Regions from separate parts of the Mus musculus genome. Here regions 1, 2 and 4 are each linked to region 3. The links are chromatin contacts, called in public promoter capture Hi-C maps. All regions are on one chromosome and are shown on one strand. Each heading gives the region's core, a stretch centred on a gene start, on an enhancer-like site or on the middle of the called end of the contact. The rest is flanking DNA. Distances are from core to core; before and after follow the strand shown. Region 1 holds the start of Cdc40 (cell division cycle 40). Region 2 holds the start of Mical1 (microtubule associated monooxygenase, calponin and LIM domain containing 1). Region 3 holds the start of Ostm1 (osteopetrosis associated transmembrane protein 1). Region 4 holds the start of Ak9 (adenylate kinase 9).

The links. Promoter capture Hi-C pulls out the DNA fragments that hold promoters and counts their contacts. Capture Hi-C pulls out chosen DNA fragments and counts their contacts.
Region 1: a contact with region 3 is called in a promoter capture Hi-C map of liver, with 3 times the contacts expected there. The contact joins the promoter of Cdc40 here to the promoter of Ostm1 in region 3. A contact is called at or near these places in 3 of 39 promoter capture datasets (liver and pre-B cells), 1 of 115 datasets of contacts at active chromatin or transcription factors (astrocytes) and 1 of 9 other capture datasets (liver).
Region 2: a contact with region 3 is called in a promoter capture Hi-C map of embryonic stem cells, with 2.4 times the contacts expected there. The contact joins the promoter of Mical1 here to the promoter of Ostm1 in region 3. A contact is called at or near these places in 2 of 39 promoter capture datasets (embryonic stem cells and liver) and 2 of 9 other capture datasets (adipose tissue and liver).
Region 4: a contact with region 3 is called in a promoter capture Hi-C map of adipose tissue, with 4 times the contacts expected there. The contact joins the promoter of Ak9 here to the promoter of Ostm1 in region 3. A contact is called at or near these places in 1 of 39 promoter capture datasets (liver) and 1 of 9 other capture datasets (adipose tissue).

The regions. Positions count from the first base shown.
Region 1 is chr10:40,881,886-40,884,797 of GRCm38.p6, forward strand. It overlaps Cdc40 (cell division cycle 40), which reads right to left and starts at 1,258. Exons shown (of 15, transcript NM_027879.2): 1 at 1,002-1,258. The coding sequence starts at 1,190. Wasf1 (WAS protein family, member 1) reads left to right here and starts at 1,942. Exons shown (of 9, transcript NM_001379453.1): 1 at 1,942-2,185.
Region 2 is chr10:41,474,917-41,477,881 of GRCm38.p6, forward strand. It overlaps Mical1 (microtubule associated monooxygenase, calponin and LIM domain containing 1), which reads left to right and starts at 1,398. Exons shown (of 24, transcript NM_138315.2): 1 at 1,398-1,624. It overlaps Gm51797 (a long non-coding RNA gene), which reads right to left. Exons shown (of 2, transcript XR_003948996.1): 1 at 2,758-2,965.
Region 3 is chr10:42,677,376-42,680,239 of GRCm38.p6, forward strand. It overlaps Ostm1 (osteopetrosis associated transmembrane protein 1), which reads left to right and starts at 1,541. Exons shown (of 6, transcript NM_172416.3): 1 at 1,541-2,022. The coding sequence starts at 1,609.
Region 4 is chr10:41,302,486-41,305,510 of GRCm38.p6, forward strand. Ak9 (adenylate kinase 9) reads left to right here and starts at 1,449. Exons shown (of 40, transcript NM_001370813.1): 1 at 1,449-1,520. Fig4 (FIG4 phosphoinositide 5-phosphatase) reads right to left here and starts at 756. Exons shown (of 23, transcript NM_133999.1): 1 at 502-756. The coding sequence starts at 567.

The DNA.
Region 1 (2,912 bases), core at 8-2,507, 1.8 Mb before region 3:
ATGTGCCACCACTGCCTGGCAACTTTTTATTTTTTTATTTTTATTTTTTTAAGAAAGGATTTGTCTGAGCAATCTACACACACAAAAAAAAAATCACACTTCTACCTTATTCTTTGTTGTGGTTATTACCCCATCCCATCCCCACCCCACCCCCCACCCCCGGACACCCAGTGTTCAATTCAATCTGTAACTACTTTATTTGTCCACATTTAATTGGTTGTTTCACCCACGAGAATGATTCCAGTATGAACTATGATAGCAAAGATGTTCTGGTTGGTTGACCCTTGTGGCTTTAATCCTGTTGTTACTGGGAAACAATACATGCTCCATAGAGAACTATATTATAGAACTATAGAACTGGGTTTCCCCCTTTATCAACTTCCTCGGTTGGGTTCGTGCATGCTACTTCCTAAACTTTATGTCCTTTTCCCATTCATTGTATTAACACAAAGAATCACAATAGCTAACATGTATCGCTTTCCACTAGATAGATATTCGGCTCTGTGCTATAATCTTTACCATATAATTTCACTCAATCTTTACAATAACCCCCCGATAAATATGTTTTTATACAGCTATCTTCATTGCACAACTGTACAAAAGAACGTTGTGTAATTTGAAAGTAGTGAAGCCAGGATTCGTGCCGAGTTCCTCAAAAACAAAACAGTGCCTGGCCGTGGCTCACTTCTAGTGAGGGTACAAATTCTAGTTTGAAAGTCTTGATCCAATATTATCTATGCTCTGAACTTATAACTGATCTAATAAGGCTACATCTTAGTCTACAAATTCAAACTTTCCTCCTCTCCTGAACTAATTTTATCCGACGGAGATAGGAAGGACAGGGGTTAGTGGAGAGCTGCTCCGTACTTCTAATCGTCAAGGAGGATGTGGGAAGAGATGTAAACGCTAGTTACATACTTCTCAGCGCCAAGGTAGACCAGCCTCTAACCCGAGACGAGCTGAAAGCAGTTCCTGAGCTTATTAGTGTCCAAAACACTTACCTTAACTGCCACCTCCGGAGCCGAGTCCACCGCCACGGTCAGAGAGAGCTTGGCTGAAGGCGATTTGGTCAAGTGCATGAGAGAGTCCGCGGCTGGCAGCGGACACCGACTGCCCTCACTGTCCGAATCCGATTCGGACCCCGAGCCCGAGCCATACGAAGCAGCTAGAGCTGCAATCGCAGCCGACATGACTGCAACAGATACTCTCTGCTAAGGCCAGGCCAAGGCGGAAGAAGCAGCGTCTCCCAGGTCCTGTCAGATTGTCATGGAACTCGATATTTACCTCCTTTAAAAAAAATCATTTATAACTTCTCGAAAAAAACTTTATTATTGAGATAACTGTATCAAAACTTGAGATTCACAAACATTTATCTAAAGAAGCACAAGGGATTACAACTATTTGTAACTTTCAGGACCTCGTTGATTAAAGACCCAGTCCTGAGATGTGTTTGAAGCCTCGAGGACCTTCACTCCCGGCGTACAGTGCGGCGAGGAGCTCGCGGCACCATGGGAAATGTAGTTTGGAGCGAGGAGGTGGAGCCCGGCAGAGGGGGCCTGCCTTCGACCCCGCCCCCAAGAGGATGCTTCATTCAATTGGATGTCATCTTCCCTCATTCCCGAGCCCAGCACCGTTCTCTCCGGCCCCCTCCCCCAAAGTGCGGATCGGGCAATACCACAGAGCCTCAGGACAGGGGGAAGCGCCGTCCTCTTGCCCACGGACGGGTAAGTGGGTGGATGCTCATTCTCCCACCATGCCGCCGTACGCCCTGCAGGGTTCGAGGGGAGAGTGCGAATCCTAAGTTCAGAGACCTGGGACCCGTCCGGTGCAGCTCCGGGGAAAGGTCGTGAGGCCAGGCGGAGAGCGCCCCGCGGCTCCCCCTGCTGCAGGCGCGGGTCCCCGCGCCCGGTTGTGGAGCGTCGCGCGGGGAGGGGGCGGCGCAGGGCAGCGGCTGCTCGCGGTGTTGTTCGCTCGCGCGTCGAGCGCACCGCGGCTCGGGCGAGCAGTGGGCGCCCCCGGCGGCATTCCCGGCGGCCCGGCGCCTCAGCCAGTGCCCGGCGCGGCTTCCATCCCGCAGCCCGACGCTCCCGAGGGGCTCCTGGTGGCGCCCCAGTGCGGAGCCGGACCGGCGGCAGCCGCCGAAGCATGTAGAAGGGGTACGGCGCGAGCCCCCCACGGTTTCGCGGTGAGCACGAGTCTCTCAGGATTTTGTCCCTTTTTTTTCTTCCCGGGGTCCTGACGAGGGAACTGTTCTCCACCGACCCGAGCCGAGAGGGGCGTGTGGATGAGCCGGGGTCTGCAGCGGCGGCGATGGATGGGCGCGCCGCCCCCGCCCCCATCCCGGGCTCCCCCGCGCCCGCCGCCCAGCAGCCCGGGCTGCGCGTGGAGGACGAGGCGTGGGATCTCGGGCGCGGGGACTGGCCCGAGGCTGCTCTGGGTGCAGCATCTGCGGCTCTCACCTGCGGCGCGGGGTTCGGGGCTCCGATCCCGCCGCTCCGCCCTTGTGCATCGGCGCCGGCGAAGGCTGCAGCCAGTCGCGGAGCCCTCGGCTCGCCCGGCGTGCCAGCGGTTCTGAAAAGCGAGCCCTGGCCGCGGGTCTTTGCGCCGCGGCTCTCTGCACGACCATGGTAAAGCGAGTGCGGGCATCCCTTTATATTCCAGTTTGGAAGAGAAGGCAGAGAGGGTGCTGGCTCTTTTGATGCCTGGAAATGGGGAGGTTCCTCGGGCAGAGTTAGGGAGACGCTTGCTGGGCTCTGATGTCGGCAGGACTCGCCCATTGTGCCACCCAGATAATTATTCAACTATGCAGCATCCATTGCACCTTTCCCATTTTTCTTTTCCCCTAGCTACAGCATGCCCCCTAGCTTCCGTAGACACCTTCTCTAGCACTTGCGGATGATGAACTAGAATAA
Region 2 (2,965 bases), core at 148-2,647, 1.2 Mb before region 3:
CGTTCTGTGATCCTTTTAAAAGGCAGCCTTCACAGCCTTTAAATTTGTTGCTCATAGAGCCACACAACCCTGTTTGGCTACAACTGAAAGTCTCTGGGGGAACCTGGGTCTTTGTAAACAAGACACAGTAAGTTGCTGTAGTCCATCTGCTAATAAAAGGGAGAGGCATGATCCTGAAAGCCGGAAGCCCATCTCTACTGGGCTTTTTAGAACATTTTTTACACTGTGTGTTTAAGTATGGGTGTGTATGACATTCTGCAAATTTGTTCCAAGCAAAATGATGTCACTCTCAGGAACACAAGTGGGCCCAGCTCAAAGGCTTCCTGGCTTCCAAAGTGTGTGGCCTGGCTGGATTGTTGGCCTCTCCTGGCAGAGGGCTGGCATTTCCTCTTGCTTCTCTCTCTGCCTTCTTATCAGCTGCAGCTGTGTGTGTTTAGAGCTCAGGACTTACTGGGTACCCCAGTATATCTGGACAAAATGCAAAATGATTTATTCAAACACAAACCCAAAAAGATAGCCACTGGACCTTGGCTTTTGTTGGTCCCTGGACCTCAAGAAGAGAGATGTAGCCATTTTTTCCTAGGTTAAGCACTTCTGGGGTAGCGATTTTACTTCCTCATGATGTCAAACCTTATTTCAGTCCCGTGGTTTAACAGTGGTAGGTTGGGATCCAGAAAGGCCTGGGGCTGATAGCATCCATGCCACTGGCTGGTGAACATGTGCAGTCATGAAGCCTCATTGACATTTCAGTAAAATAGGTTTTGTTAATGCTCATGCAATAAATGAGAACTGCTGTTTTATTAACTTTAAAGCTGCTTGATTTTGAACAATTCCTTTCATGCTACAATTTCTTAACAGGAAATACTAAGAATTTGATTCCAAAGTTCCCTAGCATTGTCTGAGTCTTGACTTTAGTTCTGCACATTGAAGTTTTATCCTCTCCCACATACCCTTACCATCCTGTTTTTCTTAGTTGAAAACACACACACACACACACACCTGGTTGTGTGTGTACCTGGTTGAAAGATGTGGACCAGGACTTTAAGCTTTGTCTTTAGCCTGAGCCTGGGAGCCAGCCGACCTGTCCCAGGAGAGATGGACCCCCGCAACTGGATCGCCTGTGGCGCCAGGGGTGTGAATTTATCGGTGGGAGAGGTGAAGAGAGCTCAGACATCTGGCGCCACTCTCGGTTCTTGCAGCTTCAATAAACTTCTTGCCGGAGGCCTGCGCCCGCTCGGCCAGCTCTTGGAAGTGGCCTACAGCGTGGGTACCACCGGGGCGGACTCAGGCACGGTCACTCAAGTCTCTGCTCTCCCTGTCCCTGCCTGGCCAGACCGTTTGGAGGCCCCCAGCAGCCCCTGGTGTAGGCAGAACCACGCCCTACAGCACCACCCGGCAGGCGTGGGCGGGACCCAGGCTGTCCCCAGAGGAGGACTGCGGAGTACGGAGGTTCGGAGTAAGTCTTCCTCTGTGCTCTGCGCTGGCGCTGCGGTCCAAACTCTTTGGAACTCCCCGGTTTCTGCCACCAGGCATCTCTTGCTTTCCCTGCGCCACCCCTTCCTCTGCCCCTAGGCCTGGGACACCCTTCCGACAGGAAGCGGCTCTTCCAGCCCCAGAAACGCTGGTAAGTAATCCAGCGATGCCTGCTGTGCGTCCTCCTGCTCGCTGGGCTGGGGGTGAGGATAAGGAAGGGGGTGGGGAGCGCTTCCGGGGAAATGGGGTAGGGAGCCACGCCTGGCTGGTTTGGCGGGTCCTCTTGCCGGCCCTACCCAGATGAGCGCCTTTGTGCAGATTTTGCTGTCTAGAGTATTGGGAGCTCTCACCCCCGCTGCTCAAGGTCCAGCTCTCCATCCCTTTAGACGCTCCACCAATGGCACATCCTTTGTGCTTGTTTCCAGTCTGGGTACCTCTTTTATTTCCTTTAGCAGAGGTCGCTCCAACCCCCAGTCTCCCACTTCCAAGAGGGACTCCTGTCCTTTCTGAAGATCTATCCACTCTTGTCCTAGTGACCCCCTAGGGCAACCTTTGCCTCCTCCTACTACGCGGGCAATGAAGGGGCTGCTGGGGGATGATAGATCGGCCCACAACCCCCCCACCCCACCACCTAGTTGCCTCTCCCACCGAGAGCAACCCATCCCCCCATACTCTTCATCTCTTCCGGTGGCAGCGTGAGAAAGCCCTCCAAGAGCCCTTAAGCTGCGTGTGGGCTGGAGGGAAGGAAAGGGGTACAAAGAGAGGCCTTGTCTCCAGAGATTCCTGGGAGAGCACAGAGGAACGCCGTGGGAGTGAGGCTAGGGGTCGATTAGATGTGAGGGTCTGCGGAAGGGGTTGCTAACCCCACTCCTTCCCACAGCCCGTTGGAGCAGCGACGCAATCTCTTCTCAGGGGAAGTGTTTTGACCACAGTGAGTCAGAAGGTCTGTCATGCAGACAACAGTCACAACATTCTCAGGCTATTTGTGAGGGTAGTTTGGGTGGCTGAGAAGTGGAATCTACACAGGCAGTGTTGCCCCTTGTCAGGAGGCAAGCACGTGGAAAAGAACTTTGCCTTTGGGGAGAGGCACATCCTACAACCAGCGTGGCACTAAGTTCGCCAAAGGGCGCTGGCGAACAGAGACTTAGGAAGAAATGGGTGTGTGTCTGTGAGGCAGCCGCAGTTGAACTGGGGTGTTAGTTCCTGCTGTCTACAAGAAGGGAAACCTCCGCCCCCACCCCACCCCTGGCAGCCCGCTGAGAAACTCCCCCGTGTCCTACTTACAGGTCCTAGGGAACGCCCACTACAATTTCTTGTCCCCTGGGCCTCGGAGATCGCATATGAAAGCTGCCATGACACTGGTCGACAGGAGGCTCCCTTAGCATCCTTGTGCCCAGGACTACTGTGTTTTCATTTCTAAATTTGGCGAATTTCACTTTATAAGAGATAGCTGCTGTCTCAGAAGGGGTCGGGGGTGTGGATCATGGCCTGG
Region 3 (2,864 bases), core at 291-2,790:
CTCAGCTTGTGCTCAGTGTTTAAGATGTGAGTTCTCAGTATCCTGCTCCAGCCTGTTGCTGCCTCCCCTGCCGCTGTGGATGCTAGCCCCCTGGAACCATGAACACAACACCTGCTGAACCATCTTGCTGGATGGCCCTACAATGGTTTTTTTCCTATCCTATTCTTTTTTTTCTTTCTTTCTCTTTTTAATTAATTAATTAATTATTTTACACTCCATATTTTATTACCCCCCCCAACTCTCCGACTGATCCACATCCCGTACCTCCTCCCCATACCTCTGTCTCTACATGGATGTCCCCACCCCTCACATCCTACTCTTGAGCACATTATATCCTGGCCTCTTGCTTTATTCCAGTGTCTACTGCAATGACTTATTAATAGGCTTTCTTTTGATTTGTTATTATGGTTCTCTCTCTCTCTCTCTCTCTCTCTCTCTCTCTCTCATGTCTCTGGGTTGACAGAATGCTTGCTTGCTTAGCACACACCAGGCCCTGGGTTTGGTCTCCAGCACCACAAACACCTGGCAATGGGGGTACATGGTGGCACTTTCAGCAGGGAGGCAGGAAGATCAGAATTTCAAGGCCATTCTCTGGTATAGCGCAAACATGTTTCTTAGTGTGTTAGAGAACTAGCCTGAGTTACATGAGGCTTGTCTCCAAGAAGAAAAATACCTATATGTATTAATATTATATAATGTATACATATTTATTATCATAACATATATTATACATTACATAATATACAATATAACATATTACAACATATCATAAAATGCTACGTGTCACATATTACATGTTATATATTAATATTACATATTATGTTACAATATGTTATGTAATATATGGTATAATAATCGTATAATATAGAATATATAATAATAACATAGTGGGGTATGCTCAAGTGTATGTATTAGGTAGGATTTCTATTGCGCTAAAACACTACACCCAGATCCGAGCCGTACACAGGTGTCACTAGTCAGATAGTTATATTTAAATTAAGTGACATTGGACAATTAGTTCTATCATCGTAGTAGCTACAATTCAAGGGTTCAGCTGCTACATGTGGGTAGTGGCTTCCCTATTAACTAAGACGTGGACTATATTCATCACCCCAGGAAGTTCTGTTCGGGGTAGATAGTTGAGAATTAAAATCAATCAATCAAGCCTTTTGAAGCCACAAGTTCCAAAACCAGAACTGCCAACGGATGTTATCCACTCTCCAGAGGAGATGAAGAAATTTTACTAATCCAGAGCCAATGAAAATGAACACCTGCCCAAACCATCAGTCTACTGGGTTTTTCTGGGAGCTCACTCGGCAGTCATCTCCCTGGAGTTCCAGCAACCAGAACAAACTCCACAGGCTCATGGAAGGCGGGGAACTGCAGGGTGCAGAGCGTGCAAGACGGAGGCCTGGGATGCACTGGGGTTGCAGCAGCTCTACAGACCTCCAAGCGGGGCGCGCTCACACCCGCGCGCCTCCGGAGGCAGGTGGGCGGGGCCGTGACGCACTCACCTCGTGACTCCACTCAGGGCCTGCGCCGGCCGAAGCCGGAAGCGGCTGCTGTCGGAAGCACCGGGCGAGCTATCTGTTACAGTCCGGCCCGGGGATGGCTCGGGACGCGGAGCTGGCGCGCAGTAGCGGGTGGCCGTGGCGGTGGCTGCCGGCGCTGCTGCTGCTGCAGCTGCTGCGGTGGAGGTGCGCCCTGTGCGCGCTCCCCTTCACCAGCAGTCGGCACCCAGGCTTTGCGGACCTGCTGTCGGAGCAGCAGCTGTTGGAGGTGCAGGACTTGACCCTGTCTTTGCTGCAGGGCGGAGGTCTAGGGCCGCTGTCACTGCTACCTCCGGACCTGCCGGATCTGGAGCCTGAGTGCCGGGAGCTGCTGATGGACTTCGCCAATAGCAGCGCCGAGCTGACCGCCTGTATGGTGCGCAGCGCTCGGCCCGTGCGCCTCTGCCAGACCTGCTACCCGCTCTTCCAACAGGTCGCAATCAAGATGGACAACATCAGCCGAAACATCGGGGTGGGTAGAGGAGCAGCCTCGGCACCTGGGGGGGGGGGGGGTTGGGAAAGTAAGGAAACGGCATTGGACGGTCTGTGGAGTTAGGGTATCAGAAACAAGCGGGTGACTTTAGGGGCTTATGGCTTGGAATGCTGTCCCCCTGGATGCTGTAAGCCGGCATCTTCTTGGGACAGGTTTGCTGGAACATTGCAGCGAACATACCCAGAGCCACCAGTTTCTATCAGTGTGACCTTTATTATTTTTCAAAGTATTGAGTTCGGTTCCATCCTGTTTATCAGCTTGTTCTCTGGCAAGTTAGTGACATTCTCTGCTTGTTTTCTCATCCGGAAAGTGGGGACAAAGAGAGGCCACACAAAGCGACATACAGTAATAGTTCGTGGTCGGTGAGTTGCCATTTTAGGATAGTCTGCCTTCTCTGTAACTCGAGAGCTTTCCTGGTCACTTGGAAGGTAATGTGAAGGACTTAATGAAGGCAAACCAAAAGAGGAAGACACAGTCTTTGCCTCTAAGAACTGTATAAATTAGGAAAGGATTACGGTGTCGGCCACCGTGAGAGTCACAGGGTTGCCTGGTAAAGGAAAAATAAGGAGGACACAGGGATTGGGGGTGGAAATGGTTCTTGCGTCCTGAGGGGCCAAGTAGTCTCATGAAAAATGTGGCTTCAGTTGCTTTAGAGGTCGTAATTGACTAAACTAAATAGAAATGTCAATAGGTGTATCTTGTTTTTAATCTAGCCTAATGTTACTAAGCAGATTTTTTTTTTTTTTGTAAATGGGGACATTCATTTGCATTAAGTAAAGTCCAGAGTCACTCTTTGTGGAAAGATTTGGCTTTCAAGGCAG
Region 4 (3,025 bases), core at 199-2,698, 1.4 Mb before region 3:
AAGTTCTATTAGCACCGCTCTGCAAGCCAGAGAACTATTAACAGATGCGTCCGGGTCACAGAACCTCGAATCCCAGCAAAACAGTGCATGTGATTAAGACCAATCACGGTGATAGTATACCATGAAATCGCAAAATAGAAGCTACCTGGGCCAAGTTCACATTTTTTTTCATACCCCCTGACTTTACTGTAAGGAGTGGACTCAAGAACTTCAAGATTATGGGAAAGCAGAAAAGAGGAACTCTTTCAGAAGCTGTGTGCAGTTCCTGTGTGCCACAGCACCTGTCTGCACGCACTTCTTCCAGCCAGCCACATGTTCCTAAGCAAGACAGACCTGCAAACCATCCAGTGCTTGACTGCATGGCCCTGGCGGCCGAGCCTGCAGCGGCGCTGGGAGGAGAGGAGGGAGTACGGGGTGCTGCCTCTTCCCGACGACCCCACAGGGTGCCCCGATCCCCGCAGCGCAGTCCTCCCGCCCCGTCCCGTCGTTGTGGGTACTCACAGCTCTGGTCTCATACAGCACCAGCTTCTGGACCGAGCTGATGATGGGGGCAGCGGCCGTGGGCATGGCTCCAGCCAATGGCGGCCCCGCCACAGGGCACCAGGCCGCGGCCCAGGTCGTGACAGCGGCGGGGTTCCCCCTGGAGACAGAGCGAGGAGACCCCGCAGACCTCCAGCACACCAGACACAGCTGACAAAAACAGTGTCAGAACACCAAACGTTCAGCAGCGGGCTCGCCGGCTGCTTCCGGATTCCCTCAGCCCCGCCTCCCAACCAGCCCAGCCCAAACCGGAGGGGCGGGGCTACAGGATCACGGGGTTGCTGAGGGCGGACGCTAAGGGTGCCATCTTTCTTAAGGGCAGGCAAAAAAAAAAAAAAGAAAGAAAGAAAAAGAACCTGACTTATGTTGACCTTTAAAGAAAAGAAATCAGATGATTGGGTTCTCCTTTTGGAGCGGTTTCTCCGTGTTGTAATTGGTCTGTTTCTTCCTATATACTCTTTATTTTCCCGAAACCTGTCTCCTGGATGCCTGTGATTTTCCCCTGTTTTGTCGCCTATTTTATCTCCACGAAAGTCAATAAAGTTAATATTGTGGCTGTATGGCCCACAAATCTTTCTTAATTACATAAATGTGGCGCCTTTGGTATTTGCACATTTTATGTGTGAGGCTAACGGTCTGAATTCTAAAAGGGACCGTGCTGTGTAGGGCGAGCGCGCTGCTGTTAAGAGTCAGTTCTAGTTAAGATAAGGTTTTCGCGTTTGCTGTCTGGGCATAAGTAGGTAATATATGCACTCGCTCTGTTGGTCACCTCTACACTTTGGGAAAGGTGTTTTATAATTATGACTACATTTAAACACAGGCTTAAGAATTCACTTTGAATTACAGCTCCACCTCCCGAGGCCCCGCCCTCCAAGAGGCTCTGCACGCCGCCCACAGGTTTCCAAGGCAACCGCCTAACAGCTACCTAGAGCCTCAGTAGAGCCTCAGAAGATAGCTGCTGTCGCGTCCCCGGTCCACAGGTAAGCAGAGGCAGGGAATTGTCCACATTCTGGGTGCATTTTGCCATCAGTTGCAGGAAAGTACACTTCCGGCGGGGACCCCACACCAGTTGCTTTTCTTGCAAAGTTAAACCACGATCTCTTCATAAATCGACTTTTCAAAACCAGTTCTCCTTTTAGCTAAGGTATTTATCTCACAAATGCGGACTAAAGACTTGCCTGCCCCAAAGGGTAACAGTGGCCGCTAAAGTAGCACAGGCAGGAAGTGCTAGGTTTCACAGGGACCCCTCGCTATATTCCAGAATTCACCGCTAGAGGGCTCTCATACTGAAAAGAAAAAGGTAATTATTAAAATACAAACAAATAGCTGAAGAGGATATTAAAGTTTGCTGTAGATTCAAGGCAGGACGTTACAAGGTTTTTAGAGTATGATTATCTATTATCTATTATTGGTTTTGTTTCAGTTTGATATATCTTTTTTATTGAGAAACTAGAAAGAAAGAGGGCAGGAGTCTCAGTTATGGCATTTTATGCTGGTGGGGGGGTGGGGGGGTACGTGCGTGTGCGTGTAAGCCAGAGGCTAAGCCAGCAAGCCCCAGAGATCCACTTATCTCCATCTTGAACTGCATCTTTTAACTTTTCCATTTCACAATGGAAACCAGCTCTTCCCAATGCAAGCTAAACATCTGCAGAGCATTTTGGTTTAGGAAAGTCACTTTTTAAAAATAAATAGTTCTGATTTTCAAATATTGTTTTCCATTATTATTTTATACTACAATGGAGCACTTCCCTTTGAGAATTTTCTTAGTTTACATCACCCAGGAGCCAAACTGATAACAAACAAATGTGCCAAGTTGTTTCTATAAGGGTGATCCCAGGAACAGAAGCTGGGCAGGGAGGGGCTCTTGGAAAAGGGGGTATTGTCACACAAGCTTCTCTGTCAGCTAAACTCACTGGGAAATGGGGAGTACATACCTTGGAACCATTCCCTTTCGGGGGAGCAGGCGGGGAGGGACGTTGTGTTTACTCGCCAACTCCCGTGTATTACTGGTTGAAGCCTGCTAGGCAGAGCTCGGTGTCTTGGAACTTCCAATTTGCCTGAGCTCAAACAGAGGGGACGTGGCAGCTGGAGGAAGTTCATGGACAGAGCCCACATGCTGGTATCCAAAAGTCCAGCAGTGACCTAGAAAAGTTGCCTGACATGCATGAGGAGAGATCTGCTGTACTCCACCCTGTAACCACTCACACCCACTGTCCCCACACCAAGGTCACACCAGCCCAGCCCATCACCAGTCCCTGAAGACAGTAACTCGAGAAGTTAATGAGGTCAGCTGCAAAACCCCAGGTCTCTAACCGCTCACTCATCTCCATCTCTAACATTTCTAGGTCTTCCTTACTCTTGGTCAAAACTAATGTGAGTCTAAGCTGCTTGCCCTGCTTCCATCCCTGTGTCATGGCATGAATATACATCCCAGAGAATCCTGAGTTTAAGATTACCTTTGCAATCCCAACTCTATCATACCAAA